Regions from separate parts of the Macaca mulatta genome. Here region 2 is linked to region 1. The links are chromatin contacts, called in public Hi-C maps. All regions are on one chromosome and are shown on one strand. Each heading gives the region's core, a stretch centred on a gene start, on an enhancer-like site or on the middle of the called end of the contact. The rest is flanking DNA. Distances are from core to core; before and after follow the strand shown. Region 1 holds the start of LNP1 (leukemia NUP98 fusion partner 1). Region 2 holds the start of TBC1D23 (TBC1 domain family member 23).

Region 1 (7,742 bases), core at 3,750-6,249:
ATTGCACTCCAGCCTGGGCGACAAGAGCAAGACTCCGTCTCAAAAAATAAAAATAAAAAAATAAAAATCAAGGAATCAAAAGCACCACCACAGACACATTTATAATGTTTAATAACTATCTGGGTATCCCATGGCCCAGTCAAATTGACACATGAAATTACCCATCACACCACCTATGTTCTGGCTCTGGCTGTACAAAATGAGAGGTTTTTTTTTAGACAGAGTCTCGCTCTATTGGCAGGCTGGAGTGTAGTGGGGTGATCTCGGCTCACTGCAACCTCCGCCTCCTGGGTTCAAGCGATTCTCCTGCCTCAGTCTCCCGAGTAGCTGGGATTACAGGTGTGCGCCACCACACCTGGCTAATTTTTGTGTTTTTAGTAGAGACGGTTTCACCATGTTGGTCAGCCTGATCTTGAACTCTTGACCTCAGGTGATCTGCCCGCCTCAGCCTCCCAAAGTGTTGGGATTACAGGCACAAGCCACTGCACTCAGCCCACATAGGTAATTTCTAATAGTGCTAGGTGCTAATATCTTAGACCAAGGAAAGTGAAGAGGTGTATGAAGGGAGGCATGGGTGGGCAGAAACATCGAACCTTATAGTGAAAGTGAAGAGGATTTAAAAGTCTTTGTGCTCAAGAGTGAAATTACAGTTATGCTATAGGAAGAGCAATTTGATATCAAGGTGCAGGGTAACACATAGAAGAGAGGCACTAGAGGCAGAGAAGTTATCTGGGAAGCAAGCAAATATAGAATTTAGGGAAGATGAACGAAATGAATAAAAGAGAAAAAAGAAGGGAATGTGATAGTATTAGGTGTTGAGGCCTTTGGGAAGTGATTAGATTATGAGGGTAGAGCCCTTAAAAACGGGATGAGTGCCTGAGTGCCCCTATAAAACAGATTCCAGAGAACTTTCTTGCCCCTTTCCACTATTTGAGGACACAAACCAAATTTTCAGTCGTCAACCCAGAAGAGGGCTCTTACAGAACTTGACCATGATGGCACACTGATCTCTAACTCCCATCCTCAGGAATTGTGAGAAATAAATTTCTAGAGTTTATTAGCTAAGTAGTTGTATGGTATTTTTGTTATAGCAGCCTGAACTGAGTAAGACGGGAAGAAACTATTTATAGAGCATCTGTTATGTGTTATACGTACTCTTAGGAGTTTTCACTTATACGAACTAAGAAGTGTCTGAAGATGTGAAAAGAAAACTGTAAGAAAGATACTACAACAAAGTTGAATTTGTTGAAGACTTAACAGCTGATTTTGTGTTTACGTGTGTATATAAATACAATAGCATAATCATTTGTGCTTGGGTAGGTAAGGTTGAAAAAGAGAGAGGTCTATAAAGGTCTATGGTTTCAAATACAAGTAACTGCTCAGGAAATAGTGGTATTATTAGAAAAAATGGATAACACAGGCTGGGCACAGTGGCTCATGCCTGTAATCCCAGCACTTTGAGAGGCCAAGGTGGGCGGATCACCAGGTCAGGAGATCAAGACCACCCTGGCTAACATGGTGAAACCCCATCTCTACTAAAAATACAAAAAATTAGCCGGGCCTGGTGGCGGGCGCCAGTAGTCCCAGCTACTCAGGAGGCTGAGACAGGAGAATCACTTGAACCCAGGAGGCAGAGGTTGCAGTGAGCCGAGATCACGCCACTGCACTCCAGCCTGGGCGACACAGCAAAACTCCGTCTTGGGAAAAAGAAAAAGAAAAAGAAAAAGAAGAAAGGATAACACAGAGAAAGAATGGGTGGGGGAAGGTTATGAGTTATATCTTTGACAAAAGTCAGGAATCCAAGAAAAACTGCTGAGTAATTAGTAGGAAACATAGGGCTAGAGGTAAAAAGAGAAGCTATGCCAAAAGATATATAGACTGTGATTATCTGCACAGAAATGGTAACTGAAGCAATGAGATTTACTTTGGTTACTAATGGAGAGATTGAAAATAAAGAAGAAGACATATTCTAATAAATTCCTCACTTGAGGAATATCTAGAGCTGTGCTGTCCAATATGGTAGTCTTTAGCCACATGATACTACTTAAGTCAATTAAATAATGAAAACTGTAGTCCTTGTCACACTACATTTCAAGTGCTCAATAGCCACATGTGGCTAGTGGCTACCATATTGGACATCATAAATATAAAACATTTCCAACATCATAGAAAGCTGTGACGGACAGCACTGATCTAGAGTTTGGTCAGGGTGTAGAAGAACCAGAAGAATCTATTCTCCTGAAAGCCAAGGGAAAAAACATTTCAAGGAGAGAATAATCAGTGGTATGAAGTGGGTGACAGCCAACCTCTCCCCCACAAAAAAAAAAAAATGAATTTTATGACTTCTAAAGCACTTTCAGACTAATTATAAAGTTGTAAACTAGATTACAACAGATTTTGGATGAAATGGGTGCCAAATAAGTAACAGATGTAGACAATTCTTTTCAGTAATTTTTCAGTAAGGAAAAATTGAATGAAAACATCAGACAGCTGAAAGAGAATAGAGTTGTTCTATATGTACGTGCTTAATATAAGCAGATTTGTGCACTGGCTGGAAGGCTTGGACGCCAGTCAACCAGCTATTTACCAACTCTAGCAATCTGAAAGGCTTTTCATGTAGTAATGACAATTGAAGGGACAGGATTGCATCATTTTAAGACAATAAGGAGCCTTAAAAATAATCTAATCCACCCCTCCTCACATTATAAAGAAAGCAGAGTTGCCCAGGGTCACACACACTACTCAGTGGTATTAAAATCTAGAATAAGAACTCAGGTCAGCAGGGCATGGTGGCTTATGCCTGTAATCCCAGCACTTTGGGAGGCTGAGGTGGGTAGATCACCTGAGTTCAGGAGTTCGAGACCAGCTTGGCCAGTACACAAAAAATTAGCCCAGCATGGTAGTAGCCTGTAATCCCAGCTACTCAGAGGCTGAGGCAGGAGAATTGCTTGAAGCCTGGAGGAGGAGGCTGCAGTGAGCCGAGATGGTGCCACTTACTCCAGCCTGGGCAACAAGAGAGAAACTCCATCTCAAAAAAAAATACAAAAAACAAAAAAATAACTCAGGTCTTCCACAACTTAGTCCATTAGACTATCTCATTCAACTGCCTCCTAAGATACAGATCAAAGGTGAAGAAAGCTTCTTCAGTTGAATTCCACTAATCTACCAAGAAAATGATAATGTCTATGTTCACATATACACAACTTCAATTTTTTAGAAATGAAATGCAGTCCATTACTTCTTGACTTTAAAATTTAGAAAAACTGAGAACTAAGCATCAAATATCTATTACTTTGTAACAAACATCAAAAGAACTTTAAATATTATCTAAGTAAATCTATGGCCTGAGAGGTAGATGTTTTCACCATTTCACAGATTAGAAAAACATGCAGCAGATCAGTAAGTTCCCAAAGCCAGTAAGCGACACTCTTAATGTGCCTCTACACTACCATCAATCAGGAAATGGAGGAGAAAAGAAGAGAATAGAGCAGCACAGGCTAGGGAATGGAAATGAGATGTTTATCAAAGTATAAAAGTAACCAGAACAGATTTGTTTACTAATGCCAACCTTAAAAATAAAGCCAAACAAAATGAGGCCTTCAGATAAACATTTTTATGTTTCGAGAAAATAACACCGATTCCCTTTGGAGAGGGGAACTGTGCAGCGGGGGGACAGGGATTGAAGGAAGACTTTTCACAGTAAACTCTGTAACTTTTGGAGTTTAACCATAACAGTGTATTGCTTACTCCAATAAATAAGAAAAAGGGTATAAAAAAAAAAAACCTTTAAATATGTTTTAGTTCCTATCAAGTTTGTAATTGTTAGCATTCTACAATCCTCCAACAGGCCACAGAAAAACTGAAATTTCAGAAAACAAAAAATCCTAACTTCTGTTTTGAAAAAGGCAAGGCAGAGCTTATATTAAGGGGAAGAAATTTTGCCTTTGGGGATTGGGGGATGAGGAGGGGAGAGAAGCCGATTGCCTGCAACGATCAACTCAATTCCATTCCTATTTTTAGCCCATTTTTTTAGTCTGTTGCTAAGAAACCCTGTTGCCCGAAGGCAATTTACTAATAGGAACTTACATGAAGCAGGAGAAACCGGTGATCCTGAAATTCTTTCAAATCAGGCCATTCTATTTTAATCAATCCATTTTGGTGCCACTTGATAAAATATCTCCTTTCAATCTTTTTGTAGCTCTACTGTGATGTTGTTGCACTTGAAAGCAAAACGATCATTTATGAAATTTTAATGTAAGGCTTCTGCAAACCAGTATACCAGAAATGGAGCGCCATAGTTCTGGACTCTGATTTTCTATTAATAGTTGTCTTTTCTTCATGAAAATACCGTGAATTCCAAACAATGCCTTGCAAGGTAATTTTATGTTTTAAGAGATCTGGGGCGGAGCATCGGAAAAAGAGTTGATAAAGCTATTACAGAAACGAAAGTTTATGAATTGAAATTACGATCTGGGAATGAGAGGAGAAGAGGGCTGAGACAGCTATTGCAAAACAACCCGGGGGTGTGTGGACCTGAGCGAGATGTGGGCTGGTGTGTCACGTAGAAATCAGCTCAAGATACAAACACGTCAAGAAAGGCTCGAAGCCGGCGGGAACCCTGACGCTTCGCATTTCTACCAACTCAGTTTAAGAAATACCTAACAACGTAGAAGTCATCGCTTTCGTAATTGGAGGCGACGATAAGCCACAGCGACCACGCTCAAACCGTTTCGACTGCAGCCAACCTAGAAATGCCATTTCCACCTAGTCTTCTGCCATCGCTAACCTCCCCTATAACCTCAAATTCGTCCAAATTAAAATCTGGCTGTGTTAGTGGTAAGAAGTTCAGTGATGCAGCAGGCTTCTTCAGCAGTGAGCTCTTTCCTCATACATCTTTAAAAGTCCTTCCAATCCGTTGGTTTCCCGGGCACGCGGGCAGAAAACCGAGCTAACGGCCACAGAGGTTCAAGACGTGCCAACGTGGCTATAACGGGAAAACTGGATCCGAAATCAACCAGTAAACTGGGTAGCTAGCTCTACGCCCCGCCCACCACCCTTGCCAGCCAATAGCCTTCACAACTCTTCTGCCACTCCCGCCCATTCCAGTGCTACGGCGCTGCTTTTTCCTCCGCTCTGATCTCTTGAGTGCCGCTAGCCAGGTGTATACGCGCCCCTCCTCGGCTTCAGTAGGCAAGAGGGCCATCTGCCCTTCTCTCCTGAAAGTAAAGGGGACAACACCAGCTACGACGGGACTCCAGAAGTCAATCTCTCGAAAAGCAGCGGGGCGAAAAGAAAGAAAAAGGGTTTCCGAGGACTTCCACTCACGCCCACGCTTTGCCTTAACCCGGAAGTGATTTCCGCCCCTCCTCTCCCTCTACGGTTGAGACTGGAGGAGAAGGACGGCCAGGTCTGGCCCGGCATGCCCTGGGCTTCCGGTGACCTCTGGCCCTTTTCTGTCGTCCGCTCTCTCTGCCTAGCGTGCTCGCTCGCTCATTGCCTTCCTTCCCTCCCTCGGTCTTCCTTCGCACGCTGCTTGGTGATTGTGGCGCTCGCGACAGGCAGGGAGGCGGTGGCGGAGGACACTCGTCATGGCCGCCTCTAAGCCTGTGGAGGCGGCGGTGGTCGCAGCAGCTGCACCAAGCTCCGCGAGTGGGGTGGGCGGCGGCGGGACTGCGGGCCCAGGCACGGGGGGGCTGCCGCGATGGCAGCTGGCTCTGGCGGTCGGGGCACCCCTGCTGCTAGGCGCGGGTGCCATATACCTGTGGAGTCGGCAGCAACGGCGCCGGGAGTCCAGAGGCCGGGGCGACGCCAGCGGCCTGAAGCGCAACAGCGAACGGAAGACCCCGGAGGGCAGGGCCAGTCCGGCCCCCGGCAGCGGACACCCTGAAGGTCCCGGTGCTCACTTGGACATGGTGAGAAGTAGCCCCAGGCCGTAGAGGTGGAAACGCGGGTACACCTTTTCCTTGGTGGGCTGTCAGTGAGGGGGCTTCCCATCAGACGTAAGCTGCCAAGCGGCAGCGCAACACATGGGTTTAGGGAGACTCATTTCTGCCTGCCAGTGGAGGGCACAGGAGTAGCCCGATGACAGGTTACTGGCATTCTTTGACAATTTCCTTTTGGTTTCAGAAAAATCTTTTGCTTTTCTTCTCAGTGACACAGCATTTATTCCTAGTGTTGTAGATGGGAGTGGGGCATTTGCAAATGTGATGATTGTGTTTAATAAGTGAAGGAAGCTAAATTCCATTAACAACTGGCGTATCGTGATACGAACTGTTTCTGTGATTCCCAAAGCCTACAACTTAATCGGTAAAAGCCTTTTAATAACGAGCCACTCCCCCTTTTAGAGTGTGTTTTTGCTGGGGGTAAGTGGGCAACTACAGTGACGGTTGTTGACAAAAGCAGAAAAAAAACCCCAAAAAACTGATTAGATGGCTTTGTACATAGAAAAAGAAAGACTACACAGGTTCTAAAGAGTGAAATGGTGTTCAGTGGCATTTGTTCTACAGCCTCTGAACTGTAAGCAGAACTAGCAAGCTCCCAAGGCTCGTTCTCTCTCGGCCCGGAAGCCCCCTTGACTGCAAGCGCTCAGCGACCCGGGAACCTCCCCTGCCATGCCCCAGCCCGGAGGTGTCCTTTTACACTCCGGACCCCTTGGCCTTTCTCAGAAAACGCTCTGCACTGCACTGTCCCCTCTTGTTGCACAAGAGTAGCAGCCACAGCAGTGCTCACCAGGCTTGGTTGCACACAGCCCTCTGCCCCAGGTCCAGGCCCTACACACACATACCAAAAAAATGGGAGTGACTTCTTAAACTTTTTGATTGGAAGCATCTTAAATTCAGTTTTTCCATTTCACCTGGAAATGTACATGACCAAGCCTAATACGCATGACATAGTTTCTCTGATGTTAGTCCAAGCATTGGAGCATTTAGTGAACAGCTTTGTATGGTTTTGGTGAACTGACTGTTAAATCCTTTTGGTATCTGACAGCTGTGCAGAGAATTAGCCTGGCTGCATTTGACACTACTGGGATTGGGTGTGGTGGATTTTATCTGGGTCTGGAGTTGTTCAGTGGTAGTACCAGAGTAAGTCGAGGTCAGAGAAACGTTTGGTCAAATATCTCCCGGTTTTATAAATATGTATATACAGTTGGTCAAGTAACTTCCAGTTGTATCTAAGTGTATACACTTAAATACGTATGCAAGTCATTTCCATCTTATACTATTCATGTTGATTTTTTTTTTTTTTTTTGAGGCGGAGTCTCACTTTGTTGCCCAGGCTGGAGTGCAGTGGCTTGATCTCAGCTCACCACAACCTCCGCCTCCTGGATTCAAGCAATTCTCGTACCTCAGCCTCTGGAATAGCTGGGACTACAGGTGTGCGCCACCATGCCCAGCTAATTTTTGTATGTTTAGTAGAGATGGGGTTTCACTATGTTGGCCAGGCTAGTCTTGAACTTCTGACCTCAGGTGATCTGCCCACCTCAGCCTCCCAAAGTGCTGGGGTTACAGGTGTGAGCCACCGTGCCCGGGCGAAGATATTTTTACTAGGATGTCAAATTAGCTTTAAAGGAAGTTTTGGTATAGGAATGAACAAACTATTATCTACAGTGTGTGAGGCATTGTGCTAGGACATGAGAAAACCATATGATCTTTCCTATGGGAGGGTGAAGCATTGCCTATTTTCTAAAAGGTTTATGACTGGGTAGTAGAAGAACCTATGGACTGTGAGAACTAGGATTTCTA
Region 2 (7,742 bases), core at 2,348-4,847, 140 kb after region 1:
TGTGACATACACAAATTCCTCTGACCTACTCATTCTGATATACATATAATCTAGAACCCTGATAACTAAAGTGTGGTCCATAAACCACCATAATCGGCAACACCCAGAAGCGAGTCAGAAACAGAATCTCAAGTTCCACCTCAAAATCTACTGAATCACAACTACAATTACCTGGGTAGCATTTTAACAAGCTCCCCAGATAATTCCAATGCACATTTAAATTTTGAGAAGCACTGAACTAGAACATAACTGAAAATCAGCAAAAACAATGTCATAGAGTCCACATACTTTTAAGATCTTCAAGGTCCATCCTGAGCCTTTTTAAGAATGTATATACAATTTTAACAAGTTCAATGACTTAGTTTCACAGACTAGGAACAAATTAAGAGATACTACTGACAACAAAAAAAGAAAATAGGAAAAACTTACAAAAAGCAATCTCGAAAAGGGACTGCTGTGTCATTTAGCATAGCAACAATTTGTCTAGATAGGCCCCAAAAGTCTCACCATATTACAGTAACACAAAAGTAATCCACGTTCTCAAACACACCTCCTGTATCTAGACCATAAATTCCTTGAGGACAGACATGTAGTTTTATCCTTAAATTACATTTGTAAACTGAATGACTCAAGTCATTAAGATGAGTTTGAGCTAGGCAGTAAGATATACGATGTATTTTGGAAAAAATTCCATCTGACGGAGTTAAAAACATTTGCTTCAAAAAGAGAGAAAGAAAGCGAGGGAGGGAGAGGAAGGGAAGAGAAAGAGAGCGTAAAACACCTGGACGGATAGGGCACACCTGTAGTCTCCAGCTACTCAGGAGTATGAGGCCAGTTTGGGCACCATGGCGAGACCTCGTTTCTTAAAACAAAATAAAAAAAGAGTAAAGCATCCCCATTCTATAACCCATTCACCAAGCACTCTAAGAACACAGGCTTTACTGAATCTATGGCTCCCAATCCCAAAGTCTTCCTGACTCTATTCAAACCCTCTTCTGGGGGGACGATGAGAGTGCTAGGAGAAAAAGGAGAAAGATTAGAAGAGGATGGAGGGAAAACAGAAATCACTGACCATGTCAGTGTTCCTCCATTCATGAAAATAAAACCAGCAAAAATACAAAGACACACCAAAGATACAGCAATCCCACAAGAGAACAAGTGCTGTCTCTAGTAAATATTCACTCCATGTCCTCTGCCCCTGCGAACCAGGAACATGCTCACAATCCCTCAAACCTAAGAACTCCCCAGAGGCACCTTAACTGTGGAAACATTTCCCCTCACGGCACTCAATGAGCTGGTGAAGGCCAGGTTATGATACAATTCCCCGTTCCAAAACAGCAAACTTCAGGCTATAATCAACTAGGTCACTTTCTGAAAAGTGTTGTAATGTCTGTCACTGATAAAAGGTTCTTTTAATTAGTTAAAAACTTTTTTTACTATTTTTCCAGACCTATTTTTCTTTTTTCTCCTGCCATTCTTGCAGGATACCAGAAGCAAAAAGACGTATTTTTCTGCAACTTCTTTCCAACCAGGTAGTTCTCATTCTTACTCTCAAAACAAATTAGTTGCCTTGTCTACGCCCTGGCTTATGCTGTTACTCCATTCAGAGGCCTTTTCCATCTCTTAATCTGATTCTGCACTAATATGTTAGCCCCAAGCCATGTGTGGATATTTAATATCTGAAATGTGGCTAGACCAAACTGAAATATAAGGTAGATGTAAGATGCACATTGGATTTTGAAGACTTTGCACAAAAAAGATGTACAATTATATAATTTTTAAACTAATTACATGTTGAAGTATGTTAAATAGATTATTAAAACTGATTTCACCTGTTTCTTTTCAGTTTTTGTTTTTCTTTGTTTTGAGACGGAGTCTCACACTGTCGCCGGGCTGGAGTGCAGTGGCTCGATCTCCGCTCATTGTAACCTCTGCCTCCCGCGTTCTAGCGATTCTCCTGCCTCAGCATCCTGAGCAGCTGGGATTACGGGCACCCGCCACCACGCCACGCTAACTTTTGTATTTTTAGTAGAGACGTAGTTTCACCATATTGGTCAGGCTGGTCTTGAATTCCTGACCTCAAGTGATCCGCCCGCCTCGGCCTCCCAAAGTGCTGGGATTACAGGCGTGAGCCACCGCGCCCAGCTTCTTTTTAGTTTTTAATGCTGCTACTGGAGAATTTTAAATTACAATATGTGGCTTCTATCAGACAGCCCTGGGGTTTAAATCCTACTCATTCTTCAAAGCCTAATTGAAATGCTGCTGCTTTCATGAAGCTTTCCCCCAGTGACTCCAACTGCCCCAGCCCCCACTGCCAACCTCTCGTAATACTTTTAATCACGCTCACAAAGAATGAGATTAATTTTACCTTGTTATACCTCCCCAACTCCAACATAAGCAAGTTGAAGAACAAAAACTACATCTAGATCACCATGAAGTGTTCCTCTGACACCTTGGAGAGCCCAGCGCTAAGGAATGTTTGATGTCTGCTAATGGAGAGCTCAATTTCTTAATTACTAATTATCTATCCCTTTCAACGATTTCCATTTTTTTCCTCTGGGATTAAAGTCGAGGTCTATGAATGTCCTGTATTATTTTTAAAGTGCCCATGAGCTGTACACAAAGAATATAACGAACAAGTAAACCCAAAACTAATACATGTGGTTAATACACTTAGATCAACTGTAAAACTTAGACAAGCCTCTAAAGGTCCCTTTTTCAAAAGTGATGTTGTAGAACATAACAACGTACTGTGAGATCAACCATTTCAAAAGTAGAAGCCTTCCCCAAAGATTAACACTGGGTAAGCAATTTACCAAAAAATTATTGGCGGTCCTCCCCCACCATCCCGACTATAAATCAGGTAAGCATGCAAAAGCTTGGGTGCAGCAAGAGCAAAGTCCCACACTGCATCCAAAGCTCAGAAATCGAGCTGTGAGAAACGTGGTAGTAGGGGAAACGACGACTTGCGTGAAGGAGACGCATGATGAAAACTGTTGGAATGCAAAACGAGATAACAGCCGGAATAAAAAAAAAGTATACCAGCTACGTGGAAGGGATCCTCCTGGGGTCAACCTCTGAACCCTCAAGCAAAGTTCGCAGTGGTCATTTCAAAACGTCTTTTCTTCATATTGTATTTTAGTGCCTCAGATCTGCATCCAACAAACTTCCGTCTTCAGCCTACTCCAACTCCCACAGCCAGGGACTCCGGCCAAACCCAGCCCTGAAGCCACCCTCTCCAGCACACTTTGGAGACTGACGGACGACATGGGAGGACCGTTCTGAGGCCCAGCACCTGGATGACACCCCTCTCCTTGGGAGTCCCGCCCCAGTCCCTCGGGTAGAACCTGGCAGGCAGGGGGCACCCGGCAGGCAGAGGGGGCGGGGCAGGGCACCGGACTTCGCCTAGGACCGGCCTCTCCGTTCTATGCCGACGCCAGACGGCTCCTCGGGGACCGGCACGATGTTGAGAAGGAAGAATAAAGGGGCACTGGGAATTAGCCCCGGCTCTCACTCACCAGTTGTCGCCGCTCGACGTTGGCAGCGGCAGGACCTCTTCTCCTTCCGCCATTGCTGTTGACGTCCACGTCACTTTGCCGAAAAGTGGATCCCGCGCTGAGACCAACTCCGAGACCCAATGTCGTAAAAGGTCTTCGGAAGTCCAGCACTGAGCTTCCCCAGACGGGAAGAAAGAGGGAGGTGGCAAGGGACTGCAGGAACGCAGCGTCACGGCGTCCCGAGGCCGAAAGGCAGCGTCTTGGGGGAGGAGACTTGGTGGAGGCAGCTGCCCCTCCAAAGACTACATGTCCCAGGATGCCACAGTGCCGCGGACGGGGCGGGGTGGGCGGAGCTCGGTGGGAGCCGTCCCAGTTGGAGGCCTTGTGTGGTAACAGCGTCTCTTTTTGGCGTCCAGTTAGCGTCTTCATTCCAGCTTGGCGTCGAAATTAACAAAGTTAGAATTTAGAGTCCTAACTATTTGAGAAACCCAGGGAAATGGGAATTGACACAGGGAAGGCGGACGTAGGAGAAGAGCCACAGTTCAGTAATTTCCTGCTGTAGCAATTTAATTTGCAGAAAGAAGTGGGACGTAAGGAAAGGGGCAGGACCACCCCTATTTGTGAGGCCCCGTCAAAAGTGTAAGTGAAGGCCCGCATACTTTTTGTCTGAATATTTAAAAGTTGTAAATCAAGCTAAATACTAAAGGAGATACGTTCTAGCCTCCTAACTTAAATATATCTTCCTAACAGTCTGAAAGATCAAGTCCGAATTTAGAATTCTAGGACTGGAATTCCAGGAAAGGAGAGCTGCCAAAATCCTTCTCTTCCCATTCCACTTCCCCTTCACACCACATGGGCGGACACTTGGCCACCACAGGGGCCTTGGGATGAGCACACACTCAGGAGGATGGACCTAAAGAAATGCTTTTGCAAGCCCTGAAAACAACAGTGATGAAGTAGTACTGCATGTAACAATATGGATACATCTGAAAAATACGCTGTTAAATGAGCAAAACAGATTGCAGACGGATAGGTAAAGTATGGTATCATTTATATTTGGTGTTTAAAAGACAGTATATTAAAAATAGATCCATATGAGTTTAAAATGCAGGGGAATGATACATAGAAATCTCGGAATGGCAGTTACATTCAGGGAAAGGGAGGAGTTTGCATTAATTTTTTAATGTTTTATTAAGGGCCCAAGGTGGCCACATAGGTGGCCAGTATTCTTTACAGAGTCTATACTTAGGTATGGAAAGTGTTTCATAATTTTAAAGCCTATTTTTTATTAAAATAAATACAAAACATAGTACAGCTATCTCATTTACAACCAAAAACATGTTCACTCTCTTCCCTAAAAGGCAATAATACAGATCTGCATGGTACTGCACCCACTTCCAAGGTCTGGATCTCTGTAATGTTCAGTCCTCTGTTAGGGAACATTTCTTTTAACATAGAATGAGACTTTAGATGCCTTCTATCAAAAAGAATAAAAGACGTGAATCTAGGTCACATTACCATTCTAATATTCAGGACCTCCGCTGGGTCCCTTCAATTGTTGCCAGTAGGTTTTCAGAAACTTTTCAAAAAATGGTTTTAAAACCTATTCAGTCATTGACATGAGAAGCAGTTGTTCACTGGTTAAGAAGATTCTAGTACTCAATTATGATTCATTTTGAGTATAATTAAATCAGCAACTGCTTTATAGTCTCTCGTAGAATATTTTCCCATTAAAAATATGTCACTTGACATTTTTAAACAGTTCTTTATTCTGTCAAAGTAAAGTGGAAAGTTCTGACTTCTGTGTTCTTTAATGGAGCCAGAGCCAGCTTCATGGACATGTAGTCTATGCAATAGCATGAGACCATATGCTTAGAAGAACTCTGTGCTTAATTTCACAGTCTAGTGTTGCCATCTTGAAATTCTTAATAATTTGGGAACAAGGAGCCACTGGTTTTAATTTTGTACTAGTCCTCACAAATTAGGGAGCCAGGTCTAGACAGGGTCAATATCTTAGTGATGTATAACCCATTGGGGACAAGATTTCAACCGAAATTGTTTAGCGATAGTATCTTCTGGGGATTTGTGTCTTTGGTTTTTTTGTTTGTTTTTGTTTGTTTGTTTGTTTGTTTGTTTGTTTTGAGACAGAGTCTCACTCTGTCACCCAGGCTGGAGTACAGTGGCATGATCTCAGCTCACTGCAACCTCTGCTTCCTAAGTTCAAGCAATTCTCTCGTCTCAGCCTCCCAAGTAACCAGGACCACAGGCGTGTGCTACCATGCCTGACTAATTTTTGTATTTTTAGTAGAGTCGGGGTTTTGCCATGTTGGCCAGGCTGATCTCGAACTCCTGACCTCAGGTGATCCAGCCACCTTGGCCTTCCAAAGTGTTGGGATTACAGGTGTGAGGCAACATGCCCTGCCCATTTGCTCTTTATTCATCAACCTGTTGTAAGTTCTACTCAGTATTTGCTCCAAGGTCATGATATTCAAGACCTCGGACATCCTTTTTCCTCTAGTGATAACTCTAGAAATCTAGCTGAGAGGCCAAGTAGTACTTGAAACTTGGAAGGTCTTTGACTCCTTTTTCTTTGTTATTATTTTATTTTTATTTTTCTGAGACAGGTTTCACTCCCTCAAGTAGAATTTGTTAAATTTTCATAATGGACCTCTGCTTAAAACAAAACAAAAACACTTTTCAAGAACTAGAGAGGATTTCATTATGAAATCTTAGGGTGTATCCCCTACCTGCATTTGTGCATCTAATTGTAGATCCCACATTCTAATGGGAAGGTGTGTTATTTCATATTATCCTTGGATAAAATCAAATCAAAATGTATTTCTCATAACGATAAAATTAAAATGTCTTGGTTTTAAATGAAATTGTAGAGAACATAAAAAGATTTTGCATCTATTATTTGGTGTTCTGAGCCATATAATTATGTCATTTATACTGTATTACATGTACTTAATTTCTACCATGCCTACGACACAGTAGAATCTCCATAAATATTTGTAAAATGAACTAGGGAATTTTCTGAAGTACTTTTGTAATGGATTAAACTATTCACCTATATAGAAATGGCTGGTTGGGTTCAGGGACAGGTAAGGATTATGAACTCATCTGCATGGTCATAGTTGTTATGTGAGTAGAATTTAATTCAGTTTTCATTGAAATATTATTTTACCATTTGTTAAAAAGAGATGGAGAAATGATCATAGCTCTTGATCATTTATTCCATATTCGTGCAGCCTTTTCTTGACTTTTGTGCATTCTTAGGTGAAGACAAAGACCTGAGATGTTTTAATCTACTGCTACACAACAAATTGCCCCAAAACTCAATGTCTTAAAGCAATAAATACTTAACTCACAATTTCTGTGCATTCAGGAATCTAGAAGCAGCTTAGCTAGATGTTCTGGCTTAGGGTCTCTTGAGGTTGGAGGCAAGATGTTGGCCAGGGTTGCAGTCATGCAGTCATCTAAAGGCTTCAGTGGGGCTGGAGGATCCAATTCCATGGTGGCTCACTCACATGCCTGATGAGTTGGTGTTGACTGTTAGCAGGAGGCCTCAGATCCTCCCCAAATGAGCCTCTCCATGGGCTGCTGGAACATTCTTTTGACGTAGTGGCTGGCTTCCCGCAGAGTAAGAGTTCAACAGAGACCATGATTGAAGCGACAACATTTTTTTATTACCTACCCTCAGAAGTCGTAATTTCTGCAGTATCTTATTGGTCAGCTTTATTCAATGTGGGAAAGAACCACAACAAAGGCTTGAATACCCAAAGGCAAGAATCACTGGGGGCCATCTCAGAGGCTGGCTGCTACATGAAGTGATATTAAATCCTACACATTCTTCATTGTTCAGTGAAACTTGCCCCTGAGATTCCTGCTTATATCATCTCAACCCTTCTTACATTCTGTCGCCTCTCACCTAGTTTAGGACCATCAACAGGCACTCTCATCTGGGCACTGAATCATACAGCATCTTGTATTCTTTAACTCTGAGAATGGCAACTGTTTTTAAGTTCCTCTGTAGCCTCCACTGCACCAAATGCAAGGCTGAACGCATAGATAGTGCCTAAGAGTTCTTGTTAAATAACAAAATATTGATTTTTGTTTTTGCAGCTATTGTGTGAGAGTTTCAGAATTCTAAACTTTCCCAAGAATTTCCCTTTGTACCTTACAAGGACAAATGTTTTCACAATTATGGAAATTAGTTCAGTTATTTGCCTTTTTAAAAATCCC

Evidence for each region. A called contact is a pair of places that touch in the nucleus more often than the background predicts.
Region 2: a contact with region 1 is called in a Hi-C map of liver, with 2.6 times the contacts expected there. The contact joins the promoter of TBC1D23 here to the promoter of LNP1 in region 1. A contact is called at or near these places in 2 of 14 Hi-C or Micro-C datasets (fetal cortex germinal zone and liver).

Annotation. Positions count from the first base shown.
Region 1 is chr2:183,172,958-183,180,699 of T2T-MMU8v2.0, forward strand. It overlaps LNP1 (leukemia NUP98 fusion partner 1), which reads right to left and starts at 5,000. Exons shown (of 4, transcript XM_001093026.5): 1 at 4,087-5,000. It overlaps TOMM70 (translocase of outer mitochondrial membrane 70), which reads left to right and starts at 5,112. Exons shown (of 12, transcript NM_001266153.1): 1 at 5,112-5,912. The coding sequence starts at 5,589.
Region 2 is chr2:183,312,183-183,319,924 of T2T-MMU8v2.0, forward strand. It overlaps TBC1D23 (TBC1 domain family member 23), which reads right to left and starts at 3,598. Exons shown (of 18, transcript XM_077994038.1): 1 at 3,519-3,598.